Linked DNA regions of Mus musculus: region 2 is linked to region 1. The links are chromatin contacts, called in public HiChIP or PLAC-seq maps. All regions are on one chromosome and are shown on one strand. Each heading gives the region's core, a stretch centred on a gene start, on an enhancer-like site or on the middle of the called end of the contact. The rest is flanking DNA. Distances are from core to core; before and after follow the strand shown. Region 1 holds the start of Irf4 (interferon regulatory factor 4). Region 2 overlaps Exoc2 (exocyst complex component 2).

Evidence for each region. HiChIP or PLAC-seq counts read pairs in DNA pulled down with a chosen protein or histone mark.
Region 2: a BATF HiChIP or PLAC-seq map of CD8 T cells shows a contact between it and region 1, with 16 read pairs. The contact joins the enhancer-like site here to the promoter of Irf4 in region 1. A contact is called at or near these places in 1 of 39 promoter capture datasets (macrophages), 2 of 15 datasets of contacts at CTCF or cohesin (large pre-B cells and pro-B cells), 8 of 484 Hi-C or Micro-C datasets (the 63-12 cell line, CD8 T cells, Th1 cells and 4 more), 9 of 115 datasets of contacts at active chromatin or transcription factors (the 230-238 cell line, CD8 T cells, Th17 cells and 5 more) and 4 of 9 other capture datasets (adipose tissue, liver, macrophages and 1 more).

The regions. Positions count from the first base shown.
Region 1 is chr13:30,744,948-30,752,322 of GRCm38.p6, forward strand. It overlaps Irf4 (interferon regulatory factor 4), which reads left to right and starts at 4,286. Exons shown (of 9, transcript NM_013674.2): 1 at 4,286-4,348; 2 at 5,601-5,848; 3 at 6,733-6,919. The coding sequence starts at 5,633.
Region 2 is chr13:30,863,935-30,871,028 of GRCm38.p6, forward strand. Exoc2 (exocyst complex component 2) reads right to left here. Exons shown (of 28, transcript NM_025588.2): 21 at 4,038-4,104; 22 at 897-1,013. Among named protein-coding and RNA genes, the nearest start is that of Hus1b, 80 kb to the right of the region's middle. Within about 2 kb of position 1,752, at least 23 of the 459 cell types and tissues checked have an H3K27ac peak or open chromatin away from gene starts, as enhancers often do. A contact at or near this core is called in CD8 T cells, Th17 cells and Th2 cells, where this site is marked.

The DNA.
Region 1 (7,375 bases), core at 3,036-5,535:
CCAGTGTATGTTTCTTCCTGAATCCTTTCTCTTTGACTGTGATCAAGCATGTGCCAGACTAACCGCTCCTGAGTAGCCCATAGGAACAAGAAGGAACTCACACCCCGAGCCTCAGGTTGACCATAAGCAATGCAACTTTCCCTGAGACATAATCTCTACCGCCCCGTGTGCCCCAGCATCACTCCTGTGTTTTACAGTGTTCTGCTGAAAAGAAACATAGCAGATACAGTTTAGAATAATCCAGAGCCAAGCCACGTTGCCAATGGGTGAAATGAGACAGTGCCATTTGCCTTTCACCTCTTGCTTCAGTTTTCGAAAAATTGTCCCCAGTGATTACAGAGTATTTGCATTTTTGTTGGCTTGGGAACGGGAATTGGCAGCATCAAGTGTTTCCTTGCTTAGAGCCACGTCACTATTTACGTAGCAAACATTACAAGTCAGAGAACGGAGCATTACAGGGAAACTTCTTAGAATGCTCACAATCAAAGGAGACAAAAAGGGAACAGTTGGTTGTTTATAAACATGACGAAGGAAGAAAGGGACAATGTTGCTCTAGAGTCACAGACTTTGTGACTCCTTATTACATGATTGATGAAAATGACAAGTCTCATCTTCTATAGGATTGAATGTGGTTTTTTTTTCTACCATATGCATTGACTCCTGGTATTAAATGTGTTCCCAACAACTTCTCCTCAATGGCTGATGATCTGGGGATGTTTGATACTGGAATTGTCTGAAGTCACAAAACACTTAGAGGATTTTTGCAATTTCAGTTAAGGTATATTCGGGACCTTATATAAAATAAATAGTTGTATTGTTGCCCACAAATACATCACTTTACTAATAATGTTCAGTTTAGCTCTTGGGATCCATGCCCAGCTTTTTCACATGGATGCTGAGAATTTGAACTCAGGTCTTTATGCTTGCAGAGTAAGCACTCTTACCAACTAAGCCATCTCCCCATACCCCTGACTTTAACCCAAAGTGGAGCAAATAGATGCATGCATGGGTAAGACAGGTTCACAAAAGCTTACTTCTTGGGCAAGTCACAGTGATGGCTAGTGGCCTCTCTGGATCTCTCTTCTTATGTGCACAATTGGACTAAAATGCGTTGCCCTGAACACCATACAGGTACATTTGAAGGGTGCATATCATTATGTCTGTGACAGTTCCCAAGGGCTAATGTAGGATATACGTAATCATAGTCCAAGTGGGTGAGCACTTGCGATGCACATAATTTTGTTGTCAGAGCACTGCAGAAAGCAGGGTCACCGCCACTCTTGAACGTGGGAAAGTTAACTCACCACCCACGCTTTCACCCCTGTGAACTCTAGACACCTCCTCTCGTCCATGTATCATGAAGTGGTTGTCAGGGCTCACAGTGGGCGTTAGTCCATGCACCTGGAATCAAAGCATCAGAGGTTTTGTCTTCGTTTTAAATCAGAGGCAATGCATTAAAACAACAAAGTTTTTTTCTTTCCTGTTTTATTTTTTAATGTTTTATAAAATAATTTTTCCCAAAGATAGAATTTTACTTCAAAACAAAACAAAACAAAACAAAACAAAACAAAAACAAATGTAGTTCTCATTTTAAAAGAGTGAGGTCATCAGAAAATACATTTATCCGAAACAAGGTCTCCGTCTCTTGGAAGAGAGAGTACTGGGAATTGAACCCAGTGCCTTCCACACACAAGACAAGCATTCTACTGCCACGGTACACCCTAGGCTGAATAATGTCTTTCTGAGTATCTAACACTGACTGGCTCTATAAACCACTTGTTCTTACTTGTGAATGTATAATTTTAAAAGGTCAATTCTCAAAATACTGAGCTGCAGTCTAGCTTTTCTTACCGTCTTTTTATGGGAAGTATGAATGAAAAGTTTGCCCCATTCAGACCTCGATCACTGCTCAGTGGCTCCTTAGCCCAATAACATTAGTAATCTCCTCGGGGAGTATGGAGCTCTGCCTTTGGGACGGATGCTCAATTCACTAATTTCCTGTGACATTTTTCAAACAACAGTCCGCCATCTCACTGTGACATGTATCGATTTTCTTAAGTGTCAGTGCGAAAGAGGATGGGAAATTGCCTACTGGCAAAATTGTCCCCATTCTTTCAAGTCTGACTGTGATTTAAGAAGTTCTTAGTGGTCAGCTAGAAGGGCCCACCTGGCCATTCCTTCCTCTCCACCAGCAACAATGGGAGCATGTGATTCACAAGGGAATCACATTCAACTAAAAAGAGAAACCGGGGTATGCTGTTTGCAAGGAACGGTTGAAACTGGAACTCAATATGTCGTGTGGTGTGAAATAAATGTGTGTCTCACATGTTTTCCCATGCTGGGGGCAGGGGTAAGAAAGTAAAAGGCAGACTGGTTAAAGACATGGGGTGGGGAGGGCTGGAGGGACGAGTGGTAAGAAATGGCGACAGAGGAGATGAAGGTAATGTCATAATGAAACCCATCACTGCTGTGTGCAACTAATAGATGCTAATAAAATAGGAAGTTTTAATGATTTAGGTAGCTTATTGCTTGCATTCACCTCACTGTTAAACTATCACTTCTGGGGGATCCACACAACGAGCGAGCGAGTAAACCAGAAGATGGCGTTGAAGATTAGTAATCATATCTTTTAAACAAGATAACCATGTGAAGTCTCAAAAGGTTTCTTGTAATGACTGTTGTTTAAACTTCTGAAAACAGAGGATGTAGATTGGCTGAGGAAAATGTTGAAACCGCCTAAGTCAAGGTAGAAGACACGTGTGTCTAAGTGAAAAAAAGAAAAAAGAAAAAAAAAAAAAACCAAAAACCTCGGGTTGGCTGCTTCTGTCCTTAGTCTGTGCACGCTTTGAAGAAATGTAATTCCTCAGCAGCAAGGCTGTGCTATCTGAAGCTACAATCTCTGCTTTGCTCCGAGGTGTGTCTCTGGTGACCGGGATAGTTCCCGACAGACAGAAGGTGTTCAAAGAATATTTTTGAATGAATGAAACCCCAAAGGAAGAAGAGGGGAAAATGGGTGTGACCAAAATTTTCTTTGAACGAAACTCTGTTGTTTACTACCAGGGCTCTGACAATGGAAAACTAATTGGGGTGAAAGAACGACATGGCATCCTGTTAATTTCTGAGAAAGCCTGTTGATGTTAGGAAAAAAAAACATGCCGGTGGGCATCTCTGCACCAGTTTTCCTGTGGCCAAAATCAGATGTTTCTCCTAAAGTCCAGAACCCAGGATGGAAGATTAAAAGAAAAACTGAGAAACATGTGAAATGAAAAAGTTGTCAAATCTTTACAAACGCTCCAAGTTGACCTGTGGTGGTGGTAATCTAAAATGATACAGAAACTGGTAGTCTGCTTGCTTACCTGAAAACACCAAGATAACATATAAGCTCCAGGCATCCAAGCTGAGCTGGAGAAAGTCAGCGGCAAAAGCTCATGGAGTTTACATATGAAGGTCAAAGAAAACACGAAAATAAAGTAAAACCTTCAGTCAGCCTAGCTGTTCTATTTGGGGCATTGGTACCTCACCGGCAACTGCCTCCCACGAGGCTGAGGTTAAAATTATCATTTTAAGGTGAATTGACATCCGGAAGCGCGCTAACTACCTGAGTACTCAGGGATCCCCCATCTCTTTTATGTTGCCATGATTGAAACTTTGGGGACTGTGCTTGTCTGAGTCATCTCAATTCGTCGGTTTCATTCACCCAACATGTATAAGCGTTTCAAACACAGTATTTGGGCCACGGCTTATAAACTTGCCTTTCTATTTTTCTTTTTAGTGAGCGTGATATTCTCTAAACGCTCAGAGAGACAAGACTCCGCTTTGCCCAAGGATGCTCCCGACCTCTCTCAGTCTATCTCTTCTGTCACATGCTGTGAGAACCAAGTTCCCTGTGCTCCAGACTCTCCATCACTTCCCAACCTGGCCATGAGCAGTTAGTAGTTATCAGCTATGCTCAGTGCAGATTCCAGTATCCCCTTTGCATGCCTCCACCTTCACAGGAACGGGCCATACCGACTTGTCCCATCCGGTTGAGGATTTCTGAGTACATCAGAGTCCCCAGCCCCCTCCACAGGAGGAGCTGAAGAAAGCCAGGGTTTGTCTGAAGTGGGACAGCCCTTGACCCGGTGGGCTCTAGTCCGAAGCTCCTGTTCCTGCGGGACACCCAGGCACAAGGCAGAGGTGGGGGGCGGTCCTGGGTATGGGCAAGCCACGCCCTCTCAAGGCGGGGCCGAAGCGCCCGCCCTGCACTCCGCCTCCGGCTCTATAAAGTTCCTCTTTCTCACCTCACTTTCCTAGTTTCACCACTTGAACTTGGGACCCTTTGCTGCCCTCAGCTAAGAGTGCGGGTGAGGTAAGGCCTGTAGTCGGGCAGAAGGAGGAGTGTGAGGCTGGTGGCAGAGGAAGCCTGGCTTCCATCTCTGAGCCTGAGGGAGAATGCTGAGATAGCGGACCCAGGCTCCGCTCATCTACGCTGCCCTAGGACCTGTGCACTTCGGGTTTTGTATGAAGCTGTTTGGGTGGGAGTTCCAGAACATCCCCCACGGGCTGGGCGGGACGAGCTAATGGGACTGTGGTGTCATCAAAGGATCGCACTGGCCACAGCTTGTCCTCAGAGGGACAGCCTCTGACTCTCTCTGCTCCAGTGGAAAGCTCCTTTCCAGCCCTGGTTCCTAAAGGACCCAAACTCATCTAGGGCTCCAGAGCGTGATTCCTAGGCCGGGCAGCCAAGAAGAGCTGAGAGCTCCAAACTTAGGGTGCTCAGAGCCCCTTTCCCCGCATGCCCCTTCTTCACTTCTCTGGCAAGAGTGCTAGTGTTGCTGTCCGCAGCACCCCTTATTCCCAGCCTCGGCTTCATTCCTGCCAGGGTTCACGCTGACATTCTGCAGGTTGGAATCTCCTGTTTCTTGGCTGCGCTGCTTGCCCCATAACCAGACTTCCACTTGTTGCTTCCAGGACCCACGTGATGGTCTCTGGTTGGGTAGGCCTGGGGTTATTCCGAGGACAAAGTAAGGGTGTCATAGAAGAAAGTCAAGAGAGTAAGCTAGGTACCGCAAACCTGCATGGCAGGGACACAGGACCTGGACAAGGGCTAGTCCATGTGCCAGGTCCTTTTCGCCTGGGGCAGCCAGGGCAACCTAAACCCAGGAAGGGGCAAGTGTAGAAACAGTGAGGGAAAAGTGGGATGAAAGCTACTTGGATCCAGCACAGAGGGACGAGTGAGCAAAGTGAGCGCCCCAGCGTGGCGCAAGACTTGGGATCTGCAGAGAAGCTGTGTAGCTAGGAGCTTTCAACGGAGCGTGTTAATGTAAATGTAAATGAAGAAATTACCTAATTTTTTTAATAAAAGAAAGAACAGACAGGCAAAAAAAAAAGGAGGAGGAGGAGGAGGAGGAGGAGGATGGTGCGCGCCAAGGGATGCTCTCTATACCTTCGTCAAAGTACCTTCTCTTGGGGGACTTCGGAGACTCTGGCACTGCACCCGAGCACCTTGGCAGCCTCAGAGACTCGGGGCCTCGTGGGCACTGCAAGAGTTTGGGACGGGGCTTCCTCCCGCCTCCAAAGTGATGCGAAGGTAGTTGCAGGGAATGTGTGTCTCTCCTCAGCGCACAAGCCCAGGAGGAGGTCCGCACGCGTCATGAACTTGGAGACGGGCAGCCGGGGCTCAGAGTTCGGCATGAGCGCAGTGAGCTGCGGCAATGGGAAACTCCGACAGTGGTTGATCGACCAGATCGACAGCGGCAAGTACCCCGGGCTGGTGTGGGAGAACGAGGAGAAGAGCGTCTTCCGCATCCCGTGGAAACACGCGGGCAAGCAGGACTACAATCGTGAGGAGGACGCTGCCCTCTTCAAGGTTAGCAGCATTCAGGGATCCCTGGGCAGGGGTGGGGGTGGGGATGGGGAATCTGAAAGCTCTGAATGTCTGTGGCTCCCGGGCAAGGGACTAAGAGGTGGGCTCCTGCAAGGAGGAGGCCAGAGCATCAAGCATTGGACCCTGCTTAGGCAAAGTCCCCAGGAGAAGGGAAAGAGGTTGCAAACTCTCCGGGGATTGCATACACAAGAAACCAGGTCCCAATACTGTTTGTGTGGAGGAAAGAACTTCCAGCTTCAGGGGCATCTCTGGGGGACCGAGGTTCCGTTTGCATAGCCCATTCGCTGTTTCCTGCCACCACCACCGACTGCTAGGGCCACTCTCTGCTTCCCTGTCTCTCTGTGTTTTGTTATTTTTCTGAGTTTCTCTCTCTGGGTTTTGTTTCTTTGATTGGGCACCTCTACTGTCTGGTTCTAGTTCTAGAAGCTGCGATCTCTGATTTTCTTTCTTTGAGTAGCTTTGACTATTCCGAGTCTTTCTCTGGTATCCCCCTCCGACCCCGTGTGAGTCCCTTAGGACTGATGTCCCCAGAGAACTGGCTCACTGAACTGTGAAGCCCCCAGCCTCCACCTGCCAGCAGGCCGAGGAAGGGGACTTCCTGCGGGAATTTGTTCAAAGTACCTCTGTGATTTTGTAGATGTCCTCTCTGGGGCCTGCCCCCTCCACAGCTCTGTCCCCAGTCTTGCCCACACTTGATTCAGGCGCTGGGCGTGTACAGCCCATACTAGGGGTCTCAGGACCCCACTAACATCATGTTCCACATTTCAGGCAACAGCAAATTTGAAACAGTAACCTTCCTTGCTGAAATGCAATCCATAGAATTCTTTTGACGCTCTGGGCTTGACTTTTCTTCTCATCGTTCTTAGGCTTGGGCATTGTTTAAAGGCAAGTTCCGAGAAGGGATCGACAAGCCAGATCCTCCTACTTGGAAGACAAGATTACGATGTGCTCTGAACAAGAGCAATGACTTTGAGGAATTGGTCGAGAGGAGCCAGCTGGATATCTCTGACCCATACAAGGTGTACAGGATTGTTCCAGAGGGAGCCAAAAAAGGTAAGGGGTTTTCCCAGCCCAGGTGGCAGGATAAAGGCATTATGGCACTCAGAGAGCCCTTCTTCCTAGAGACAGTCACGTCCTACCTCTGCTGTAGGTTAAGCCCAGATGTCCTTTTGCCCATGTCCTCTCTGTTATAAGTGACAACCCTGTGGTGTTAGTATAGGATGACCTGGCAGACTTTAAGCCCCATGGGTGTGTGGGTTATGCACTTGAAGGCATTATTTTCAGTTACTCCATTCAATTAGGATCTGGATCAAATTTCCAAACAAAATCTGGAAAATCCATTAAATGTTTACTTACCTAATATCCTCTAGTAAGCATTTTCAAGAGGAGAAAGCACATCCCACACCCCATACATATTCACACTTCTTGTAATAAAACTGCTAGAGTTTCTGGTTTAACATGGCCTGCTAGGGTGGTTATGAATATTCAGATCTTGAGTTCCCTCTCTTC
Region 2 (7,094 bases), core at 502-3,001, 120 kb after region 1:
GAACTGGAAGCATCATTTATAAAAAGTAGATCGTCCACTGAGAGTAAACTCTGATTATATGATTGACAAGATGATTATCTTTCTTCTTTTCTTCACTGAGAAAAGTATGCTGGCATTAGACAGTGGCTCAGTTTTACCCAGAAATCTGATAAACTTTGCTCAGGAACTAGCCAACCTTTAGCAACAAGGAACTTCTTTTTTTTTCCTCTCTCTCCCTTTCTGCTTATTTGAAAAACTATAAACAAGACAGCAAACATTCTAAAGCACAAAACTGGTTCCACTGATCTGCATGCACATGCACATTTTTGCCTACATCCAGCAGGTGGAGCGCGAAGCAAGCAAAAGTTGTAGTGAAGTCAGGAAGGAAGGAAGGAAGGAAGGAAGGAAGGAAGGAAGGAAGGAAGGAAGGAAGGAAGGAAGGAAGGAAGGAAGGAAGGGCCAGCCTCAGGAGAACAGGGTGTGCTTAAGCAGACAGGCTAAGGGAGGGCTGCAGTCGGGAAGAGAAGACAGGAGGCAGAGGTTGGATCAGCAGGAAGTGATCCCTTGCAGTTAGGATCAGGGTTGCTCTCAGCAGTGCCTCAAGGTTTCTTCCGTCAGGAGTCAATGGGGAAGATTCTTAGATTTAGGTTTGACTTTTTTCTCCTGATTGTCTTGCCTGACCTTTGAACAGACTTTTAGAACAGGGTTAAGTTAACCAGTTCAACCATCAGACAGTTTTGCTCCTGAGTAAAGCAGTGTTACATTAACAATTTAAAGTGAGGAAGGAAATCATTCTCAGATGGGTAGGGTGAAGAGTGAGCATGGGGCCTGGGGAACTGGGGTACAGGGAGGCAAGAGGTGCTGAGACGATAATGTGGCAAAGCGCTGGACTTGCCTACTAACTACAAAGCACTTACCTGTGTTATTTTCTCTATTCCCTGGAAGTTGTGTTTTTCAAAATGTTCTGCTATGTTTAGGAAGGTGTGACGTTCTAAATAGCAGCAATTACTCAGGACTATCAAAAGCCTCTGCTCCTGTAATTCAAACAGACCATAACAAACTTAGACAGTACTGGTGAATTTAAGAGATAATCCTGATCTTGTATTAAGTACAGTGATAGGCTTCTGCCCTTTAACATCAATATCCTATGCCTTGGTTTTCTTGGCTGTGTCCTAAAATTAACACACAGAGAAGCATAACACTGAGGATTTAAACAGGGATTTGGGGTAGAAACTCAACAGTGAAACCTTTTCTGGAATGCTCAAGGCTCTGTGTCCTACTTCCAATATCCTCCAAAGGAAGAGTCAAATGTTCCATTTAACATTTTATGTACACAAAGGCCAAACAAGTTGATATTATGAATAACTACATAAAGTGTAGGAACTATTAGAAAATGGTTTATGAATCATCCACAACTTGAGAGAACATTTTAATGCCATACTATCTATCTGAAGGGCTCCTTGTTCCTTCCTTGGCCCAGTGTCCTGGGGCCCAGTCCCATCCCATGTCCATGCCAGCCTCCCCAAAAGACAGGGAGAGGGGAAGAATGCCTCCTGCTGTTACAGTCTTCAAGGCTCTGTCCACCTAAACAATTCCTTACAAAATTGTTAGACTATAATTGTAGTCTAATGAATACAGTGGATTTTTACAGTTCAGAAGAACTCTATCTGTAAATAAAATTCTAGGAATGGCCCCTGCTCTGCTGCTGCTGTGGTTCACTTCAGGGCAGCCTGGGCCTGAGCTCCTATAAGTGGGAGGCATTCTCTGGAATGGTGACTCATCCAGGGCCCTCAGTGGAGATCCTTGACTAAAACTAAGGCAAAACCACTTTCCAGGAACAGTTCTCACCCACACTTGGTTACTCTTTCTGTGCAGAATCAGAGTAACTTACAGTTAAGTACTCCAGGGGAGAAAATGCAGAAAAACAGAGGTTCTTGCTCTTTGAGGTGTGGGGACTAAAGGATGAACTAAAGTCTCTAAAGTCAATAAGCAAGCAAATCCATCTTCTGGTAATTATATATCTCCCCACTTCTTCATTACAAGTGCCTGTCATTATTTTCAGCACAAAAAGCCAGGCGTGGTGGTGCATGCCTTTAATCCCAGCACTTGGGAGGCAGAGGCAGGTGGATTTCTGAGTTCGAGGCCAGCCTGGTCTACAAAGTGAATTCCAGGACAGCCAGGGCTATACAGAGAAACCTTGTCTCAAAAAACCAATTATATATATATGTACATATGTACGCCTGGCTTTTTGGTCATCAACAGGCATATATAAAGCCTACAACACCATTAAATAGCCCAGAAAAACAGAAGGCTGCTGCTAGGGGCCCTGAAATAACTTTTAGATAGGAAATGGAATATAAAAAAGGCCAGAGGAAGTCATACTGTAAATGACATTATTTTTCTAAAGTGAATATATGGCAGAATGGCAGAGAAACTAAGCTAGCTGGGCATGTGAGGCCATCTTCCCTTCTGCTACCTTCTGTTTTATCCTAACACATTCTTCTCATAGTGCAGGAAGTAAATGACTTTGCAGCAGCTACTCCAAACACACAGAACCCCCTCAATGTCTCAAGTGGCTTCAAGCCTGTCCTTTACCAGTCTTTCATTTAGGATTAAGACTTCCATTCTAGTTGATTGAGTGTGCAAGTCTATCCTGCCCTGTTCCCCCACTGTGCTGACTTGGTTTCTCCATTACAAGACTTCTGGACCCTCTTCAAAGTGAGAACTACTTCAGTAATCTAAAGACTAACTCTCAGCAAGTACATTTTGTTTGTGTATGTTATATTGAACATTACATGAAAGTGGGAAGAAAACAGAATAACAAGAATCTAATTCTTAAACTTAGATGGTTAATCTGAAGTTTGTTTGTACCTGGTATAGAGATGTACATTTGACCATAATAGTCTCTGTATATGAAGGAATGAGTCTTATGTAGTACTTCTCTGTACTCCTAGTCAGCACCAGCAATGAACCCTTGAGACTGTGAATAAAGTCTTCTGACTCAAAATCTAGATCTTTTTCAATGTTATCCATTTCCTTCTGAATAATACAACCCTGAGAGGATCTGGGTCCTCTCAGAACACAAGTCAGATCTGATGAGATCCCTCCACTAGGGAAGAACACAGGCACAGATTTTGGAAACAAAGGAACATAACTTGGGAAGTGATGGACAGGTAAGCTGTTGTGAGGAGTGAAAGTGAAAACCCTGGGAGACCGCTGACAACCTGGTGCACCTCCGCACCTCTTGGGAGATGGACATGGAACCACCTTGCTCTCCTCTCTAACTAGAGAAAGATGGGAGGCTTGGAGTAGCCCTCCAAGTCAGGGTGCACACAAATCAGCTAGGACATGGCTGATGGGTTACACAGCGTTTGCTGGGAGCTGGGAAGGGAACAAAGATCAGAACGGTCACTGTGCATTAATAAGGCTCCTTCTGAGAGACCAAGAAAACAAAAGCATAGTTGGGACAGGTGGCTGGTACAGTCTGAGTTTCAAAGGCTCCTTCCTTCAGGTCCATCTCCTCTACCCCACTTTCTTCCTAGATTCACATGGAACAGCTATTTCAATCCACTTCATGGCTTCCCTTAGCTCTTGACACTTGTTCTTACTGTGTTTTGTTTTGTTTTGTTTTTGTTTCCTATAAGCTAGAGTTATCTGGGAAAAGGAACCTCAATTGAGAAAATGCCTCTATCAGATTGCTTACAGGGATTTGGTTTTGGCTTTGTCATATAACCTATGTTCAAATAAAAGAGGGGACTGGGAGGAAAAAAGAAGGCTGGAAGGGCAAATGCCAGGAAGGAAATGTCATGCCTTCTGCTTCCCCACCTGTCCATCCAGGCAACTCTGCAGCAGCAGGAAACAGCCGAGGCACTTTTAACACTCAAGATGCAGGTGCTGTATTGCGTCTGTTTACGTAACCCCAAAATGTATACTGCAGTCACCACAGTGGCCATCTTAACATGGGATGATGTTTCTGGCTCAAGTGACTTAAGCTGACTACCACAGCCACTCCCTTTAGCATGATACACTTCATTCTCTGTGCTTGCCATTTTACTTACTGAAGTCAAACTGAAGTCTTCATGGATGCTTCCAAACAAATCAGGAGAAGAAACATCAACAGAAAGACTAAAGGCAGAAGAGGCAAAACAACAGTCATAATTAAAACTCACACAAAACCAATAACTCCAAATGTTTTGATGAAAATGGCTGTATAACTCTGTAGATTTTCTTTGTACTTAATTATTATTATCATAAAAAAGCACTAAGGACTATCTTTTATTCTGAGCCATATAAAACTTATTTGGGGGCATTCTCAATACTCAACTGACTGCATTATGTTTAAAAATAAACTACTAAATGCCAAAAAACCAAATAATACTCATATAATTAAAATGTTTTTGCCTATCAGAATTCCCAGGGGAAGATTTGAAACCCACTTTCAGATTTGAAACCTACTTAAAGGTGAGCTAAGAAATTAGTTTATAACTCAAAAGCAATCAAAAACATAATAAGATCTAAGGGGAGAACAGACTAGCTAACCCATTAATTAATTACCAATTTAACAGAATCATAAGTAACACCTTAACAGAATTTTTCGTTAACTTGATTGACTTGAATTCGTATGTAAGTCTAACATGATGAAATAGCAAATAATATGCTAAAATAGAAAAAAATAGAAATAAAATAAAAAGATACCGATCTAGAAAGAGTTGAAATATAAACAAATGGTAATTAAAATAGCACTAACTGAAATAAAGTATATTTGAATAAATATGGCAGAAGAGAAAGTTCAGAAATGCCTGCAATACGCCTTAGAATGTGTATGAAACAGGAATTTTAGCAAAGTAACAAGAAAAGATTGATTGGGATAATAAGTCTCATAAAAAAAAAGTCAAGTCAAAGAAGACCTGGGAAAGGGGAACAAGGTCAGGTAGGGGTGTGGGGTGTGGTAGGGGATGGGGGGACCCTCTAGAAAATGCCAGAGACTCAGGAGATGAGAGGCTCTAAGGACCCAATGGGGATGACCTTAGCCAAAATACCCAACATTGAGGAGAGGGAATTCGAAGAATCCACCTCCAATAGTTAGACAGGACCTCAAGTGGAGGGACAGGGCTACTAACCCACAGTCAAAATTTCTGACTCAGAAGTGTTCCTGTCTAAAAGAACTGTAGAGACAAAAATGGAGAAGAGACTTGGGATTCATCTCATGTGAGGGCACCAAGGCCTGACACTATTACTGATGCTATGATGTGCTTACAGACAGGAGCCTGGCATGGCTGTCCTCTGAGAGGTCCTACCAGCAGCTGCCAGAGACAGAAGCAGATACTTACACCCAGTCAATGGTCTGAAGTCGGGGACCCCTATGGTTGAATTTGGGGAAGGATTGAAGAATCTGAATAGGAGGGCAATCCCATAGGAAGACCAGCAGTATCAACTAACCTGGACTGCTGGGAGCTCCCAGAGACTGAGCTACCAATCAGGAGCATAGAGGGGCTAGGTCAAGGCCCCTGGCACAAATATAGCAGAGGTCTGCCTGGTCAGGCCTCAGTGGGAGAAGATGTGCTTAATCTTCGAGAGACTTGAGGCCCCAGGGAAGGGGAAGGCCTGTAGAAGGGGGAGTACTCTCTCAGATGCAAGTGGGGAGAAGGAATATGATGAGGAACTGTGGAAGGGGGGAATGAGTGGGGGACAATGACTACAATGTAAATAAAAAATAAAGACAAAAAGAAAAAAAAAAAGACCTATAAGCATTAAAAATGTGGAATTGGGGAGATAAGCATGGTATACTGGCTAGTTTTGTGTCAACTTGACACATCTGGAGTTATCACAGAGAAAGGAGCTTCAGTTGAGGAGATGCCTCTGTGAGATCCAACTGTAAGGCATTTTCTCAATTAGTGATCAAGGGGGAAAGGCCCCTTGTGGGTGGAACCATCTCTGGGCTGGTAGTCTTGGGTTCTATAAGAGAGTAGGCTGAGCAAGCCAGGGGAAGCAAGCCAGTAAAGAACATCCCTCCATGGCTTCTGCATCAGCTCCTGCTTTCTGACCTGCTTGAGTTCCAGTCCTGACTTCCTTTGGTGATGAACATCAGTATGGAAGTGTAAGCCGAATAAACCCTTTCCTCCCCTACTTGCTTCTTGGTCATGATGTTTGTGCAGGAATAGAAACCCTGACTAAGACACGTGGGTTCAGTGTTTGTGCGCAGTTATAAGGAGCAGAGTCCAATCTCTAGCACCCATGTGAATACCAGGTAAGTATAATACCTTACCTGGACTGTTAAGCACATGACTGGTGGAAATGGGCTGGCTCGACAAGCTTAGTCAGTGAGCTCTAGGCTCAAGTGAAAGACTGACCCTGCCTCAATGTGGCAGAGGTATAGCTGAGAAGAGCCTCCATCATCTACTTCTGTTCCCAAAGTGCCTACAGGCTCTCACACACTCACGCACGCGCACACGCACATGCACACATGCACACACACACACACACACACACACACACACACACACACACACACACACAAATGCATGCAAGCACGCCAGGTATGAGCACATATATATAAATTAAAAAAAAGAAATCTGGTCACTGAAGGTGACAGTTTTATATATTGAAGAGCAAAAGTTAATATCAGAAAACAGAAAAATTCTCAAATCGCTAACTATATTCAAACACTTTAGTCTGATACTGTGTTTTTTTTTCTTATGAATTTTACAATTTATTTTTAACTGTTTTACTTTTTAATATGAGTGACTTGTATTGGAAAGAAAATTACTCTGCACTATGCTTGACACAAATGAAATAAAGATAAATAAAACAGCTATGCCAAAGTTATATTCCTGAAGAAAAACCAGAGGTGACAGAGCAAGTTTCTTCAGCTGATACTATGTTAGAGCAGGAGTCTTAGGTGCACAAGAGTTCTACATGCGCAGTGTCATTCAGCAAGACAGACCGAGTGTCCACCAGACAACGGCCTGCCATAAAAAGGAGGACAGCAACACTATGTTGATGCTCCATGCAACAGTGTTGGTAGAGAACTACAAGTGTCTTTCAAGAGTTAGGAGAACTCAGAAGGCTGGGGAGCACAGAGACAGGGAGCAGGCCAAGCATATAATAAGGTCACG